2 separate regions of the Xenopus laevis genome follow, and region 1 is linked to region 2. The links are chromatin contacts, called in public Hi-C maps. All regions are on one chromosome and are shown on one strand. Each heading gives the region's core, a stretch centred on a gene start, on an enhancer-like site or on the middle of the called end of the contact. The rest is flanking DNA. Distances are from core to core; before and after follow the strand shown.

What was found. Hi-C and Micro-C count contacts between places; a contact is called where the count stands out from the background.
Region 1: a Hi-C map of the XTC cell line shows a contact between it and region 2, with 3 times the contacts expected there. The contact joins the promoter of LOC108711248 here to the promoter of atp6v1f.L in region 2. A contact is called at or near these places in 2 of 4 Hi-C or Micro-C datasets (the XTC cell line and animal cap).

Annotation. Positions count from the first base shown.
Region 1 is chr3L:93,251,954-93,254,653 of Xenopus_laevis_v10.1, forward strand. It overlaps LOC108711248 (cadherin-related family member 5-like), which reads left to right and starts at 1,289. Exons shown (of 17, transcript XM_041586612.1): 1 at 1,289-1,447.
Region 2 is chr3L:93,112,890-93,115,589 of Xenopus_laevis_v10.1, forward strand. atp6v1f.L (ATPase, H+ transporting, lysosomal 14kDa, V1 subunit F L homeolog) reads left to right here and starts at 1,298. Exons shown (of 2, transcript NM_001089830.1): 1 at 1,298-1,502; 2 at 2,444-2,700. The coding sequence starts at 1,336. The coding sequence ends at 2,645.

The sequences.
Region 1 (2,700 bases), core at 39-2,538, 140 kb after region 2:
CTTTTGAGGAATTCAGTGCTAGTCATCACTCCTTAATAAATACATACATATATATTATAGTTACATTAAATGTGGTCGGGGCACTCTGATAATTTTTAGGCATTCTGACAACTGATTCAGGAGATAATATCTAAGTCACACAGCAAAGCTTCCTAGATATTGAAACACATTTTAGACCATACAGAGCTGTCCACACACATTGTGCACATACACAGGAGTGCCATATCACCCTACTCTTACCACTAAGAACATTATTAAATCAGCTTGGTGTAGAAGGAGCTTACCAGATGTCTAAGACAGGTATGTCAAACTGGTGATTTGGTTGTCATATGTGGACCCTTATTTCCTACCATGTGGCTCCCATTCACTTCACTGTCTTACAATTAAATGATAAGGGAATGTTGTGAATATTTGAATATCCATAGAGTTAAGATGGAAGGTAATAGTAGTATGAGTAGTAGAAAAGGTTGTCTTGTTGTTCTGGGGTGATATAATGTTGACAAACCCTGCTTTATGAGACAAGCAGGTACATTAGAATTAAATGCTGTGTTAACATCATACAGTAGAACCCCTATTTTACATGTGTATTCATCAAATAAAAAATATCATACCGATTTTGGCTATATGCAGTGGTGTAACTAGATATTAATGGACTCCATAGGAAATTCAATTTAGGGCCACAACATATTGGTAAATTGACTTATTCTACCAAGATATATAGAAAATTCTCTTTAATTAGGACCTTACTGGACCCCCAACACTCCTGCCCCCCCCCTTCAGCCACAGGGCCGGATTCCTCTGTAATTACACCCTGGTTATATGTTTTTCTTTTTCTAGTGGCAGGATATTAGTTCTTTTCCATTGTTATGATAACAGCTCAGTAATTTTTAGAGTCCATTGACTCAGGAGATTAGTATGCTCAGGTGTGGATTTTCAACCACATCTCTGTTTTTACTGTCATCTAGTGGCCATATTAAGAACACACACAAAACGAATTTTGTTGGAAAGCTCTTGAATGTCATGTTTAAAAAGAAAACCAATGCATACAAAATTATTACATAACACACAGTATAATCTGTGACATGTCAAGTAATGTAGTAATTGTTCACCTGATTAAATCCATGTAGAATGAATTATGGTTAAAGCATGAGGCCAGGAATGTGCATTGATCAGTATATTTTGTGTCTATGGAGGTGAGAAGCATATAGATTTTTCTCCCTCCTCCTTCCCAGCAGCTGCTTGCCTCAGCCTCCTCTCTGGGTATTACTTTAAGCCCTCTGAGCTCTGCATCTCCCGTCTGCTTCCTCTGTCTAGTGTGCAAGTGCTGTGTGCCTGTATGACCCTCCTTGCCAGATTATGGAACTCACTAAAGAATAACCTGGGCAGATCATGCCCCCCTGGTACATCTTTCACCAAGATTATCGAGTTTTGCAGCCTGATGAGTAAGGTAAGGGCACACATGGCTCATTTCCTCTACTTGATGTTACTAATTTCTCTTCAAAGTTCAGTTTAAGAGAAATCATTTAATTTCAAAAAAAGTAATTATCTGTTAAAAATGCTTTTGCATTTTAGAAGTTGAACTCTGGAGAAACAACCTCTGATTTTATTTTCAGGGTATAATTAAGTCATTTTCAAAAAGACATGTTGAAAGAATGTTTAAAGAACTCAAAAAAAAAAACCCCAGTGTGGTTTGTTCATGAATTTCTGACAGGAGCATATGTTGTGGGAAAACATCCTATTGATTACAGCCCTGGTTTCTTTTACTCTGCTCTCCCATATTCCAAAGTATAGGCAATACATGCAGTGTAAATATTTGCTTTAAAATAGGCAGTTATCTATGTATGTTTATGTAACAAAATACCATGTGCATGTTAGATAACTGTCAGGCTGCACAATTAAAAATAAAAGATCTATTAAGGATATTTTAATACACAGCAGCCTGTACAAAAGGACAGTTTGCATATGTTCAAGCTAGGCTTGCTTTGCACAGAATAATTTAGAATGGCTAAATCCGACACTAGTTAGGAGGCAGAGCACGATAACTCCTTCTCACTTAAATATAAAGGTTTATATGTATCATGACATCAAATTCTATCCACTTGATACAATACTCCACTTGTATTGATTATTCTGCAAGTGGAGACACATTCTACATTATTGTAAAATGTAATTTTAGTTGTGTATTTACTTGACTAGCTCTTACCTAATATCATTAAATGTATTGTACGTGTAATTATGAATGCCTTGCAGAATCCTAGAACTTGTTTTTGTGTTGTTAATGTGTCAGCTCTTTTCTTGTAGGTGAGATATCTCGTTGTTTCTCCTACATGCTGTCCTTGACGGTGTCTCAGTACCTGAACTGCTGTGTAAATTTCCTACCTCCTTTCCTATGTCTCCACAGATAACAGTTAAGATAATGGCCTGCAATGCATTTTTTGTTCTGGTACAGTGCAGTATGGACAATGGAGTTAAATCACTCTTTACTAAATCTGATATTTAAGCACTATGAAGGTTTTAAGGAGGGTTAGTAACTGAGAAGAGAGTAAATCTGCCCCATAGAATGCTTGGAGAACAAGTGAATAAGGAATTATGGAGATGTAAAAAGCCCCTAAACTCAGTTTCCTTCATGCCCAACAAAAAAAATCATTCTCTCATTGTCCCCATCATGCGATGGTCTCCAAATTCTCCTTGCCACCATCA
Region 2 (2,700 bases), core at 48-2,547:
TTCACTTAAAATGAGGGTTATCACCAAGTGCTTTAAACTGACTTATTTTGGAAGTGCTCCCATTTCTCTAATATGCATCTGGTTAGAGAGAACAAACACTATAGGGGTGCAAATAAAGAATAAAGATTGGTCTCCAGTGCGGCAGTTGGTTACATGTTTCAAATCTGGAACACCTCCACCGTTTAGAAAAAATGACTACTTACAAACCACTCTCGTGGTCAAGCGTGTCTATTAAATCCTCCTGTGCGATCCTAGTTCGACCTCGCACCTTCTATGGACTCCAGAGCAAGGATAAAAGCCGGAAAAAGTATAATACCGTTTTATTTAAAATGACTTCTTAAAAACATCAATAAATACACTCACTTTCCCTTAGTGTGATCGCATTCAGTCCAATTTCTGTAGTTACAAAGTGCCAGAGGACCAAAGTCCCTCGTGGTGCTTGTACTGGACTGATGTGCGTTCTCCTTTAAAGGGGGTAACGGAGAACGCACATCGGTCCAGTACAAGCGCCACGAGGAGGTCTGAATCCGGCTGGTAACCACTATCCTCTGGAACTTTGTAACTACAGAAATTGGACTGAATGCAATCACACTAAGGGATTGCAACCCTATTAGGCAGCATGCCCCCCAGGGGCGTAACTAGGAAGCAGACCCTGCGCCTGCAGGGGGGCCCTGTAGGTATAGGGGCCCCATGAGGCACTAATTCATATACAATTTCAATAAATGTTGCCAAAACAGGTCAACTTCTAGACATTTTGAGGGCCTGAAAAATAATTTGCTGTGGGGCCCAGTAATATCTAGTTAGGCCACTGATGCCCCCCCCTAAAATCCTGATGCCCTAGGCCGGGGCCTTGGTGGCCTTACCACAAATCCGGGCCTGTCTGAATTAGAGAAGCAAGAATCCAGACATGGATACGGCTACAAGGTGTCAAGCAAGGTGCTACAAACTGTCAGCCAACACAATGCAGGCATCTCGCCCTTGTCAATTTGGAACGTCTTAATAAAGCTATAAAAGAGAAGGAATTCTGGGAAGAAAGCTCAGTATTGATACTAAATAAATCCACATAAATCACGTACACTACGGGGCTTTAATGCACAACCAGGGCAGAACGTGGATTATATTTGCAGCAAGTGTAGGCCGGTTATTAAACTACAGATTGACATCACCGGGACACGCCCCCTACAGCTCAGCTGATACAGGCGTTTCAGGGGGCGTTGAGTCATGTGACGGGTTCTTCTTGTCAGGTGACTGCGGGCGGAGACAGTGCTTAGAGCAGTGTAGTGACATTCGGTTCGGTGTGACAGAGTGTGTGCGCGCTAGAGTGTTTAATAGAAGATGGCCGGGGGTCTAGTTCGAGGCAAGCTGATAGCGGTTATCGGGGACGAGGACACCGTCACCGGCTTCTTACTCGGTGGAATCGGGGAGCTGAACAAGAACCGGAAACCCAATTTTTTGGTGGTGGAGAAGGAGACGAGCGTAACCGAGATCGAAGAGACGTTCAGGTGAGATGGGATAGGTGTTCTTCTGGTGAATGCATGTGTGAAGTGGAGGGCCATGGACCCGCCTACAGGCTGCCATATGTCTAGTCTAGCGAGGGATGCTGGGAGTATTTGGGCCCTTCTCTCTGTACAATGAATTAGATAGAATTAACCCTTAGAATTAGAGTAGCTAAGATGTACTTGATATTTTGTGGCCTGACCTCCCCCCCCTTCCCCCAGCTTTAGTGTATGGAGACTCATTGTTCCTCATTCTGGGACCTGATCTTCCACATAAGGGGACTGATCCAGTTCCCATGGCTGCTGTGTGCAGGGAACAGACTGATTATTTACTGTAAACCTGCAGGAGACTGACCAGAAAGAGCACAATCTGCATTTGTTAGTGTTGTGTGCCTTTCCCATCAGCATGCTACTGTCTGTAACCTGCTTGCCCTACACTCTGCTTCAACATATCACCCAAAGTCACTTGTAGAACCCAGTGCAGCAACATTTTGTTTTTTCTGCCTTGTGCCTGCGGTGCTCATGTCTCATCAACTGATAGAGGTACATATGACTGTACTGATAGAACAGCTTGTCCAGCTGTCTATTAAAATCCCCAAACTGCAATAAAGTCCCCATAATAACATTATTGCCAGCTGATTGGTTTACAGGCTGATATCCCATCATTCAGCTGTGTGTAAGCCACAGGAGCAAATAATTGTGTCCGTTGCTCCCAGGGTGCATGAATGACCCCTCGTCACCAGTTTGAAATTGTTGACACATTTGTTCAAAGTGTTGGATCCCCAGGTTCTTATAAAGGATTAGGTGGTACCATGGGGTCCATATGATTCTTTAAAAGACATATATATATTTGTTGATTTTGCTTTGAAGTAGCAGTGCTCCTATATTTGTTACTGTTTGTTTGGTTTTATAATGATTCTTTTCTTTTCTATCCATTATTTCTGTAGAAGTTTTCTAAATCGTGATGATATAGGCATTATTTTGATCAACCAGTTCATTGCTGAGATGATCCGTCATGTAATTGACACGCACACCATCTCCATCCCTGCAGTACTTGAGATTCCTTCAAAAGAACACCCGTATGATGCAACCAAGGACTCTATACTGCGCAGAGCCAAGGGAATGTTTACAATGGAGGATTTGCGGTAATTCGGAAAACATTTCGGCAAACGCAGGGATCTGCCCTACATCAATCAGGTCCTGC